Linked DNA regions of Mus musculus: regions 2 and 3 are each linked to region 1. Evidence: chromatin contacts called from public HiChIP or PLAC-seq data. All regions are on one chromosome and are shown on one strand. Each heading gives the region's core, a stretch centred on a gene start, on an enhancer-like site or on the middle of the called end of the contact. The rest is flanking DNA. Distances are from core to core; before and after follow the strand shown. Region 1 holds the start of Cadps (Ca2+-dependent secretion activator). Region 2 holds the start of Fezf2 (Fez family zinc finger 2). Region 3 has its middle 140 kb from the start of Gm5087.

Region 1 (4,032 bases), core at 791-3,290:
CTGTCTTCACTGTGTAATAATTAAATGTACAAACTGTTACAGGGAACATATTTGATCAATTAATGATCTCTGTCTGGTCTTAGCACACTTTCCTCAAATTAGTTCCTTCTCCCTAAACAACCTCTTTATATGCTAAGCGCAGTCTCTCTGTATGGTCAAATGCATTATAATCCAGCTTTCTTTGTCCTCTTCACTCACCCATAGGGGAGCTCTACAAAGCTCTGTACTTTTCTTCCTGTGTCCTGTCATTACATCTCTCTGAGTCACCACTTCAACCTACAATATCCATTCCCCATGTTCCCTCTTGAAAGTTTCATTCTCTTATTTGATAATATAGTTCACTATATCCCAATTTGCTTTATTCATGAGAACCTTTTTCCATTTACAAACCTAGATTTGTTGACATTATGTTCGAAATAAACGTGCCGCACTTCTTTGTGTCTCCCAAAGGAGAATATACTCTTGTGAGAATCTTCTGAATGTTCCATGTCCAGAAGCACTTAGAGCAGTTCATTAACAAAAAAAAAAAAAAACAACCAAAAACCAAAAACCAAAAAACAAAAAAAAAACCAAAACAACAACAACAACAACAAAAAGCTTACTAACAGCTGTTGATCCACTGACTGGATTACCATAGTTTTCTGCTCCAGACAAACTGGTAAACATGTTTTATTTCCTCAGAAGAGTTTAATAGAACTGGTAGACTGTCAAAGTTTTCACACTGTTCAATTTTAAAATGTTAAATGAATTTTAAAAAGTGGGCCATTAAAAAATAAAGGCCATAAAAGCTTTATCTTTTATGTATGATAAAAACCAAATACTAGCAGTGAATATATTACTTAATTCAAAAAATGAAGAGAAATTTTTGGAGTGAAGTACAGATACATTTTGCTTTGAGTTCATTCACATATTTAATCAGGTTTACCAGAAAGCTTATAGTAAAACTCGTGGTAGATTGTAAAACACAGAACAACAGTTGTTATTTAAAATTTAAAGTCATGCTACTCATTTATAAAAAGCAGCTGATAAGGGAATTAGAAAATATGCGAGCATACAAGCTGAAGACTAGGTCTTTAACTGGTTTTCTGATGCATCTAAATTCTCTGGTTAGGTTCAGCACGCTGGCCAGCTCCCCCGTGCCTTCTGGTCCCTGTTGGCTTAAGAAAGGAAGGATTCCAGAATAAAGGCATCATCTGTATTAATAATGACATCATTTATATTAATAATGACAATTCCACAACTCAAAGTAAAGACAGTGTAACAGAGACAGTAAATTCGAAATTGCTGCTGCCGAGTTTGGGGGGTGTCTGATTTGGTGTGTGTGGTTCCTGTTCCTTCCCTCAGATCTTCATGGAGGAAGGAAGGGCTGAACAGCCAGAAACCTGGCAAGGTTCAGCAGAAAATACACGGACTTCTAGAGACTGAAAAAAGCTTCACTGACTTGGAGTTGGGGACGTTTGATTTCTACTTAAATAGCCGAACTTCATGATCCATACATTAATTCACTCTGATTTGATGCATTTGTATTTTACAGTGGTATTGATTGTTGGAATAGAGGTTTACACAGATGGAAAAAAAAAAAAAAACACACACTGCCTCCCCTTCCCACTGCTCCCTCCCAGCCACCACACCCCAGTTGAGAAGTCTGAAGGTAACATCTCACTGAATTCCTCTTTCTGTGACCTTTGGACGCCTGCAGAAAGCCTGGTTTTTGCTGGTCAGAAGCTACCATTGGCTTCTTTATTTTCCCTCCCCACCCCTGGAGGGAAAAAAAAAAACTTTTTGTCCCCGGGAGGGGAAAAGAGGACGAGGTAAAGAGAAGTGGTCTAAATAGGACAGGGGGCAAGGAAGACTGGGGGGCATGAGGGTCAAAAGTAGTGAAGCTCTTTTGGGGCGCACCGCACTTCCCCCCTCTAGGCCTTTGCAGTCGCCCTCTCCGCCGCGGACACTGGAGAGTTAAGCCAATAAACACGTAAGCGCCGCTCGCTCCCCAATCGGCAAGATGCCTCTCCTGCTCTTGGCTGCATCGACAGCTTGCAACACTCGGCATCTTTTCTGGAGGCGCCTTCTTCAGCGGCTGCAGATGGCATCCGGCTGCGGGCTCCGGGCTCGCAATTGATTCTCGCCCTTGCCCACCTCGGGTGCACACACGCACCTCTCCCTTCTCCTCCTCCCCTCGCGCTCCTGGGTCTGCGCTCAGCTCGCGCTCGCCGGGCGGAGGAAGCAGTCGCGGCGGCCGAAGCTGAGCAGCAGCGCTCGCTCTCCCTGACCTAGGAAGAAGCGCCTACCCGGACAGCCGACCCTTGGCTGCCTCCAGCGCCCCCCACCTTTTGCACCCCAAGGCGGGGGCTCCGGGGACCCCCCTCTCCCAGGCGCTACCATGCTGGACCCTTCGTCCAGCGAAGAGGAGTCAGATGAGATCCTGGAAGAGGAGAGGGGCAAGGATGTGCTGGGCTCGGCCGCGTCTGGAGCGCGCCTGTCTCCCAGCCGCACCAGCGAGGGCTCGGCAGGCAGCGCCGGGATGGGGGGCAGTGGCGCCGGGGCCGGGGTGGGCGCCGGCGGCGGTGGGGGTAGCGGCGCGAGCAGCGGCGGCGGGGCCGGGGGGCTGCAGCCCAGCAGCCGCGCCGGCGGCGGCCGGCCTTCCAGCCCTAGCCCGTCGGTGGTGAGCGAGAAGGAGAAGGAAGAGTTGGAGAGGCTGCAGAAGGAGGAGGAAGAGAGGAAGAAGAGGCTGCAGCTGTACGTGTTCGTGATGCGCTGCATCGCCTACCCCTTCAACGCCAAGCAGCCCACCGACATGGCTCGGCGGCAGCAGAAGGTAGGTGCGCCGCGAGGCCGGGGAGCGGCGCCTTATTGTCGCCCGGCAAGCGGGCGGGGCGAACAATAGGAACCCGCGGCGCAGCTGGCTAGGAGGAGCTGGGGAAGGTGAAGACCGCGCCCTGGGATTAGGGGCCCCGTCTTGCCACCGCCCAGCTTGACTCGGGAGATGTCCCTGGGATGTGACAGGGGCCTACGGCACAGGGCTGCGCGCACGGGCCTCCCTGTGGGGGGAGCCAGGCGGGAAAGTCCCGCTCGCTCTGTGACCTAAGTGGCGCGGGAAGTGACTTGCAGCTGGCAGCTCTCACAGAGGCCTTGTCTCTTTCGGAGCTCCCTGCGCTCCCGAGTGGCGGCGGCTGCGTTGCGCTCTGGCCCGCCCTCCGGGGCGTGCACTAGGCGGGCGCAGGCTCCTGGCAGGTCAGGGCGCGGGTGTGGAGCTCTAGCATCGCTGGACTCTTGGGGCAGCGGGCAGCCGCAGGGGCACGCAGGGGAGAAAAAAAAAAAAGCCAGCCCAGGAAGCGAGTTTTCCAGTGACTTAGCCAAGGGCGCCCCCTCCCAACCTGGTCAGCTGATCGCCACCTAGGGTAACCTAGGGGTCGTCCTGCAGCAGCGTTTTCCTCTTGCCAGTAGTCCCTCCAATCCTTTTCCCCTTCTTCATGGATCCCAGAGCAGGGGCGCGCCTAGTGGGTCCCTGTGCCTGGGGTTAGCACTTCTCTCATACCCTCCTTTGACCATCTTCTCCTCCCAAGGTGACTTCGCCGCCACCTTCTGGCTTCGCTGAGGCTCTCCAAGTCCTCTTGTTACTGGATTGATAAAAGTGCAGCTGCAAACAGCTTCTCAGTTATAGTCATAAAAAGCTTTTTGTGTCTGAGGCAGAGGCAAGGCCATGCTGGCTTTGAGCTACTTTTGATGGGGGGGTGGGGGGTGGGGCATTACTATCTCCAACCCGAGAAAGGACAAAAGGGAGGTGAGGTCACCAGGGGCTGAGGGCCAGTGAGGAGGATCAGCCAGAAAGGGGTCAGGAGCTCAGTGGGAGTGAGTGCACTCGGTTTAGTCTCTGGGAACAAATGAAGCATTTAAGCTTGCATGAGGTCAGTTGAACCCGGGAGTCATGGGAGGTTCTAGCTGTAGCCCATCAAGGTTGTGAGACTATTTCTTAAAATAGTAGTTTAAGAATCGTTGCTGCCATTTAAATCTAAATTTTATGTTGCTCAAGTA
Region 2 (4,032 bases), core at 1,122-3,621, 480 kb after region 1:
AGCAGAAGGGATGGTAAAGCAGGCTCTTAGAAAGTCCTTGGAAGCCTATCAGCCTGATGGAGTGTTCAAACCAGCATGTCTTTCAGGTGCCGCGGAGATCCATAATTGCCCAATGTGGGGAAAGGGCTGGGGTGCAAGGCTGGTGGCAAGCAGGATTCCACAGGAAAGTCGGGATAGAAATTCAGGTTTTGAGGATGCAGGTGAACTGATATTATCTCAGTCAGTGCTGGGTGAGTGGTTTGCTTCAGATTTGGTGGGAGAGAAGGGTCATCTATAAGTTTGTCATTTACATAGAGATGGGGGACATTGGGTGTGGACTTACATCCCCCGTGGGAATGTCTTAAATTGAATGGGCGGTGTGAAAATATTCTTCTCCAGTTGGGCAGGACTCTAGCTTTGATACCTGGAAGTTTCAGCTTTGTGTGTGTGGTGGTGGATATTAAGGAGACAGACTCATAATTGCTGAATTTGAGGACAGTTTCAGAGTTTGGCAGGATGAGATTATTAGTCTATCATAGACCATTTCCACTGTCACTTCTCCTTGGAGATCTCTGTCTGTTGGCCCCCACCCCCACCCGTTCCCCAGCTATACTTTTCTTTTCTCTACCTGCTCCATCCACACCTGATCTGAAATGGCCATCGGAGGAGACACAGCTAGATAGGTGGATGGAAGGAAAGAGTTTTGCCGAGGATAGGATGTTGTTCGGCTGCAGTCCAAACTAGAGCTTTGCTCGTCCGTCTGGCGTTGGATGGACAGTTTTCCCTGGGATGGGTAGTAGTGGGCCGGGGATCAGATGGACACTCAGCTGCAAACGGAGAAGAGGGTTTGCCTTCACCGGCACTTTCCCCGGCTCCGCTGATGCTATATCTCTGGAGAAGGAATTGACTATCAAACCCTCAACCCTGTTTGCTCATATTATACCCACCGTAATCCTCTTAAACTGCCTTTGCGGCTACAAAGCTCTTGGTCTTGCAAAAGCCGGCTGGCAAGATATAATTGTCCGACGAACAAAAACAGCCAAAAGTTTTCAAAAACCCCATGCACAGCCCCTCTTTTCCCTAAACCTAATTCTCTCCTTCTCTAGCTAGCCCCCCCCCCCCCATAAGAACCCTCAGCCTCGACCACTTTTGTTGTCACCAAGAGCACCCGGCCTGTTGAAAGTGCTGGAGCTTCTTTGAGCAGTTTGTTGTGATACGCAGGTGGAATGGTCTGCAAACATGAATTCAGCCCCTCCAAACCCAGCGCCGAGCGCTCTGCTTTTGTGCGCCCGGCACAAAAACGCTGAATTCCTCCGAACTTACTTGGGGCCTGTCTAGAAAAGAGCCTTTTCTTCCCTCTGCTTGTACCTCTGGCCACACTAAGTCTTTGCCCGCCCCCCTTCAGACCCCCTCCTTCTCCCCTCTGATAATCCTTCTTTTTATTTTAGAAAAACACAAAACCCGGTTCCACGCGGTGCTTTAGTGGCTAAAAGTGAAAGAGCTGCCTTGGCAGAATTCAGCTCTATGAATCACTTCGGAAAATTGGTTCGACTGAATGGCCTTAGGAGGAAAAACGTTTTAATAGGATCCAGGGGAGGTTCTGCTGTTTCAATCTGCTCCTTAAACAGGTGGAGATTGGACCTTCTCAATTATACAAACAGTAAGTACCCAACAGCGGGAGAGCTGCCCTCCGAATCCTCCCCGCACGCAGCCCTAAACCAGGCGCAGAGCCTGCCTTTGCCTCTCAAACCCGATCACAAATCAGCAATTCGGATCGATTAGCTTCTCAAAGAGCCCTAGGCCTCTCAGGGCAAGAATCCCCCAGCCCTACTGAAAAAGTGGGCCAGAGAGCTGCAGGCGCACCCACCCTTCCCCAGGTCCCCAGGACCCCGGCACGCCGCCTGCCCTCCCGGACTCTTCGAGGTCGTCCTTAGGCGGCGGGGAGCTCTCTCTCGACCTCCGACGCCAGCCAAGGCGAGCTCGTTGCTTTTGCATAAATTAATATTTCCCCATTAACAAGTTCCCCCCTCCAAACGCGACGCCCGCGTCCATGCGCCACATCCTAATGAGGTAATTATCATTTGCGCGTGTTCGGGGCTGGCGCTGGCTCCGTAGGTAAATGGCAGTTTATTAGCACGGTGCCCAGTTCGGCTGCGCAGGGCTAAGGGATACTTTGGTGATTAGACGGACACCAGGGGCCCTTTGAGGTAGCGCGTCGGGGACACCCCGCCTTCCCCGCGTACCCTAAAACTGTAGGCCCCCCAAAGTTGTGAATCACCCAAGGAACTCTGCCTAGGTTTGGGTTTGGGCGGCCCCCACCTCCTTCCACCGGCAAAACCATCACGATTCTTCCCCCTCCCCCCTCCCTCTCTTCCCTCCTTCCCGATTCGCAAACCGCTCGCACTTTCCCGAAGGGAGCGCGGGCGCTAGTTGCCTCCTTTAAAGTTTGAGGGGCGGTGGCGGCGGCCGGCAGGCGCGGGGGAACGCAGGGTCCTCAACGGGAGTCGCGCCGCCGCCCATGTCATTCCACTTCAAGTGACTTCATGTGATGTCAGCTGAATGTAAAAGACAGTGATCTCACGCGGAGGGGAAGATGTTTGCCATCAAAATGTGACAGAAGAGACACGCTGCATGGCTCGGAACGCATCTCCTTGGCGGTGGGGGAAAGAGGTAAAAGCGAGGTGGTTCTTCCGGCCCTCTTTAACTTTGCTCTTTCAGTGCCCAGTTCCCAGCACGCGTGGCGAAGGCCTGGGTCCAGGGAAGGGCTGGGAGTGTTAATTTGAGACTCCTTTCTTCTACCCCTTCTCCTTTCCTTTGTACAGCCTCCCCCTTCTTCCCCCTTTCATAGTCCCAGGGCAATAGCTGGTGGGTTCCTTTGCGCGCCGGGTTAATGGGCGGTAATTTGGTACCCTTGGGTGCACTTTGTTCTGCTTCTGTTCATTTGAATGCAAATGGGTGACCGGGCCGACTAGGTGCTTATTAAATTGCGGTTTCCCCCCTGCCTTTTCCGGAATGCAGACTTAGAGGAGAGAGGCTGTGCCCTGGCCCAGCCTGGCCCAGCTTGGCGCGCCATGGCCAGCTCAGCTTCCCTGGAGACCATGGTGCCCCCGGCCTGCCCGCGCGCTGGAGCGTCACCGGCCACTTCTAAAACACTAGCTTTCTCTATCGAGCGCATCATGGCCAAGACGTCCGAGCCCCGAGCGCCTTTCGAGCCCCGGCCTGCTGCGTTAGAGGCAGACAGCAGCCAGAGCAAGAAACTGCTCAACCTCTGCTCGCCGCTGCCCTGTATGATCCCTCTCCAGCCTCTAGGCTACGAGGTGCCGTCCAAGACGCTGCTCAGTTACTCGGAGTTCTGGAAGAGCAGCCTCCGGGCGGGCGGCGGTGGAGGAGGAGGCAGCGGCGGGGGGGCCCCAGTGTGCGGCGCCAGCGGCTTGTGCAAAACCAACTGTGGCGTGTGCTGCAAGGCCGAACTGGGCCTCGCGCCTTCTGCGCTGCCCGCCGGCAGGGTCATCAAACCGCAGGTCATCAACCAGGCTGTGGGGCTGCCTGCCAGCGGCTCTCTCTACTACTTCAACTACCTGGACTCCACCGCTTACCCACCTTCGGAGCTCCTCGGAGGCCACCTTTTCCCATCCGGCCTCCTCAACGCACAGGCCCCCACTTCCCTGGCTGCTCACCCCAAGCTTTTTCTGCTGGAGAACGCCAAACTGGCCAGCCTGGCTGCGGACAAGTTCCCCCACCCAGCTTCCTATCCCCATAAGGAGCGCTTGCATGCGCCACTGGAGCAGGTGCTGAAGGAGAACTCGGCCTTGACAGCTGAACGAGGGGGAGTCAAGAGCCACAGCAAACTACCGGGGGGCTCTACTGACAGCAAACCCAAAAACTTCACCTGCGAAGTGTGCGGCAAGGTGAGGCCTACGGTTCTGGGGGGAGGGAGCTAGTAGCCCCTGACTTTCTTGGGCTGCCTTGTACACCTTTCTCTCAAGCAGAGGAGCTTCCCAATAGCTGCGCGCTCCGTTCGATGCTCAGTTGAGCCTCAGTTTCCTATTCTGT
Region 3 (4,032 bases), core at 560-3,059, 330 kb before region 1:
AATCTAGGTGCACAGCATGTGATCATATTAACTGTGTTTTCATTGCAGGGGCATATTTGGGAGAAGATTTACTGCAACACCCTTCTCTCAGTAATCTGTCTTCAAGCAGAGGCTTGTCCTTGGCAACCTTATGATTTCCTTGGGTACCAAGTACACAGGTGGTACACATGCATACATAGATACAGGAAGAATACTCATACACAGAAAATAAAATAAATAAGTTTGAAAAAGTTAAAGCTTCCCACCTTTTCTTTTATATATTAATGGGCATCACAGAGAAGATGCATTGCTACATGTAGACACTCATATTGACTCACTTGAGAGCCAAGAATCTCACTTTCAGTAAGCGCTCTTGGGTGTCAGTCATAAGTGGTGGATGCACAAGACATACCAAGTAATCACTTGGGAAACAGGAATCTTAGAACAAGAAGAAAAGTTGAAAATATCTAGTAAAGAGCAGGAGCCAAACCACCTCTGAATCTGTAAAACTACAGTTTTGTAGACTGTAGCCCAAAGTGAAATTTTGCCTGTCCACATCTTATGGAACACAAGCAAATTCAATGAGCCTGTGTGGAAGTGCCCACTGTCATTACAGTAGCAATTAAGTGGCTGAGGCAAGGACTCACACTCTCAAGTACTTAGTACTGAGAAAAGTTTAGCAAACTTCTCTGGCAACCATGAGAATGAACAGAGAGTATTTGCAGTATTTCCGGGATAAGCTAAGTGTTCACTCACCATTTTCAGTCAATGTGTGTCTCACTTCCAGATGAAAACTCATTGAAGAGAGAAACTGAGTGAACTTGGGTGAGACACCCAGATACTTTCCATTGAGAGCTAAGCTTCATAGCTTCACACTACTGAGACACCATCTAATGTGTAGGGTACTAAACCCAAAGCAAGCCCAAGGAACTCTTACTGAAAAATGAAGTACAGGTGCCAGGCTGGAAAAATCATTTTTGTTACCATGGTATCATGGTATATCTGGCAGCAATATACTTCTAAAGTCCTAGTGAACATTACTGACCTACGATGCATGGTATGCAAACTTCCACAAGAGAGCCTTTTGGCAATTCAGACTTGTGCTTCAGCAAAATTAAAATACACACATGGCCGTAACAGTCAAAGAATTTTCAGGTGTTGATTACTAGGTAAAACAAAACAGAACACAAATTTAAATTCCAGAGGATTGGCATAATTCTTTTCTTTAATTTCTAGAAATTTAGAGACCACACTGACAGTGAACAGTGGCTTTGTAGAAGACTGCCTCTGTGAGCAAACCGGGTAACATCCTTATTATTTCATTTCTCAAGCCTCCCCTCAGTAGCTGTCTCACAACATATCCATGGGGTAAGCAATGGAACAGATGTTAAAATACTTTTAGAATAGTTGAGTATCTTAAATGAATAAAAGAAAATGAATGGAAAATCACTAGACAAAAGTAAGGACTAATTAAACATCCAAATAGTTGGGCTAATGATCTAGCTCCATAGTATAGCACCTACTTTGATGATGAGGCTTTGGGTTCAAATCTGGTATCAAGAGCCCAACCCTAAATCCAAACAGCTTTAAACAGCACTGTTTGCCTGTCTCTGAATGTAACACGTACAATAGACTTTAAAGAGCTAGCTGGCTGTGTATCATTTTTTCCTATAGCCTACAAAGACTGGTTTCTCTTTCTTAACCTTACCTCTTGATGGGTGTGGTCACATTGGTCACCTGACAAAGTTAGACAATACTAAGGTTGATGCTTTAGGGGGAAAGTATTGTCATTAAGATGCTAGTGCTTTCTTCTTTTCTCAAGCACAGATCACTGGAGAAAATTGTCAAAACCTTTATTCAGACTGGCTATGCCCTCCCAGGTCAGCCTTGCTCCCATCACCATAATAACCCACTTTCACTTTATTCAGAAGTTAATTTAAGCTGATTTTCAGCTGGTGCTTTTGTATTCTTCATTACAGCTCCTACCAGCACAGGATGTGTTGTCACAAGTTGAATCCAAACTTCTGGCTCTATGCAATGATAGTAATGACAATCATAACTACAGACTCTTAAAATGGTATCAAGCACTGTATTCAGATGCACTGTGTTCAGATGGCACCATTTCACTTCCCTGGGGCAAGGTACTTAGCAACACTTCACAAATGGGGAAATTAAGGCCAAGAGATATTATGGGACAGGGTCAAGGGCAGCTTGTAAATGCTGCCACTTAATTTTAAACTGTCAAAAGCTCCTAAGGCAGCTCTCCCAAGGACAAAGCATGGTCCTTCAGTTTTGCAGTAAATCTCTCCATCCCAAATATGCCCTGGCAATGAAAACACAACTCAGTTAATGTGATTATATATTAACTGCCTAGATTGGGCAGATCTACTGCTATACTACCATCTTCCACATCTGTGCAACCCCTTAGAACTTGCCATGTGCTTCTGCTCTGCTCTTTTTTCTTCTTCCTTCTCTGAATCCTTTTCCTCTTCCATTTTCTCCTTCTTCCCTCTTCCACCTTCCCTTTTATCTGCCCAATCGTTAGCTCTCCTTTATTTTACAAATTGAGGTGGGAAGCAGGTTTATAGGAAATCACCTGAGTGCTGACTTATTTGTTGTTCTTTGTTTGAAGCCACTCACAGGAGAACGAAATTAACATCAAATATAATTAGCCCCAGGGCTATCCGCAACACTTTAGTTCTCAGCTTTATCAAATAAAAGGCAGCCCCACTGTTGCTTGGGACAGAAAAAAAGTTTAACTACAGGAAGCTAGAAAGTGTTTCAACTCAGATCAATTTCCCTCAATTCAATCATAAAATAAAGTTAAGGAGAGAAATGTGGATGACCACCAGAAGGCAGCAACAGAGAAGTGCAGAACTTTACCCAGCATGCTGACTGGGAAAGGCAAATCATCTGACATGGAACTGTTTGCTTTCAAGCTGCATGTCTGGTAGAACCTAACCATGACCTCGAAAAGCCACCATGTTTTGCACTTTTAATGCAGTTCTTAGGAAAGGAGGAAGGAAGAAGAAAGGGATGAGAGGGGAGAAGGGCAGAGAAAGTGCTACCATTTGTTGTGGCCATAAACCTGAATTTCTCTGGGAAGAGAAACCTGTGGCCTGCAACCTGAATTTCTCTGGGAAGTGTGCCCTCCCCTCTGGTATACAGAATTAGCAACTTTGGTACGGTTGTCTTGAAGAGGACTGAGAAGATTGATCACGACCTAAAGAGAAAGCTCCCCACCTCCCACCAATCCTAACGTGGCAGTGTATCAGGGGCATGAGTGGATGGCTCTTTTGCAGTTTGTCAGCAGTGCTTGACTGTTTCTCTGGTCCATACTTCTCTAGCTAGCTGTCCTCTCAATAGCACCATTTAGAGATCAAAGGCAGAATTCCACTGGGGTGCAGTTTTATTCCCCTTATTGACCTGTTCTAGTTCCCTGATTTTGTAAACGGGACACTCAGCTAAACCTTTTAGCTGCCCAAGCCAGAAATCTTGGAATCACTGCCTCTCTTTCCCAATTGCAATTCTTCTGTGAAGAAATTTGCATAAGCTCAACCTTCAACTGATATCTGGATTCAGTTTAAGCCCCACTGCTGATATTGGTTTCTTCTCTGAGCCACTGTCCTTACTGTCTGGTACCACTGCATCAGGCCTCGACATTCTGTTGTTGTTGTTGCTGTTGTGGTCATCATTGGCATCATCATCCGTGGTAGTGCTTTGGAGCACATGCATATGGAGGCCTAGAGGACAGCCTTCAGTTTTGTTACTGAAGCCATGTTGTCACCTTGGTGTTTTGTTTGTTTGTTCATGTTGTTGTTGTTTTGAGATTAGGTCTCTTATTGGCTTAGATTGTGCCTGAGTAGGCTAGGCTGACTGGCCAGGGTGCCCCATAGATCATCTGCCTCTCCAAGACTGAGGTCACAAACAGGCTACCATGCCTGTAGCCCTGGCTCTCCTGGAACTCACTATGTAGACATATTAGACTCAAACTCAAAGAGATTTGAGTTGTTGCTTTCTGCTCAGGAACTTCTGCATGCTTGTTACTTTGTT

The links. HiChIP or PLAC-seq counts read pairs in DNA pulled down with a chosen protein or histone mark.
Region 2: an H3K4me3 HiChIP or PLAC-seq map of embryonic stem cells shows a contact between it and region 1, with 5 times the contacts expected there. The contact joins the promoter of Fezf2 here to the promoter of Cadps in region 1. A contact is called at or near these places in 2 of 39 promoter capture datasets (both in embryonic stem cells), 10 of 484 Hi-C or Micro-C datasets (all in embryonic stem cells) and 4 of 115 datasets of contacts at active chromatin or transcription factors (all in embryonic stem cells).
Region 3: an H3K4me3 HiChIP or PLAC-seq map of embryonic stem cells shows a contact between it and region 1, with 17 read pairs. The contact joins the enhancer-like site here to the promoter of Cadps in region 1. A contact is called at or near these places in 6 of 39 promoter capture datasets (the 3T3-L1 cell line, 3T3-L1-derived adipocytes, embryonic stem cells and 1 more), 3 of 484 Hi-C or Micro-C datasets (all in embryonic stem cells), 7 of 115 datasets of contacts at active chromatin or transcription factors (astrocytes, embryonic stem cells, forebrain and 1 more) and 1 of 9 other capture datasets (pancreatic islet).

The regions. Positions count from the first base shown.
Region 1 is chr14:12,821,087-12,825,118 of GRCm38.p6, reverse strand. Cadps (Ca2+-dependent secretion activator) reads left to right here and starts at 2,040. Exons shown (of 31, transcript NM_001042617.1): 1 at 2,040-2,815. The coding sequence starts at 2,381.
Region 2 is chr14:12,344,204-12,348,235 of GRCm38.p6, reverse strand. It overlaps Fezf2 (Fez family zinc finger 2), which reads left to right and starts at 2,371. Exons shown (of 5, transcript NM_080433.3): 1 at 2,371-2,649; 2 at 2,998-3,887. The coding sequence starts at 3,051.
Region 3 is chr14:13,147,543-13,151,574 of GRCm38.p6, reverse strand. No RefSeq gene overlaps it. Among named protein-coding and RNA genes, the nearest start is that of Gm5087, 140 kb to the left of the region's middle. Within about 2 kb of position 1,809, at least 5 of the 459 cell types and tissues checked have an H3K27ac peak or open chromatin away from gene starts, as enhancers often do. A contact at or near this core is called in embryonic stem cells, where this site is marked.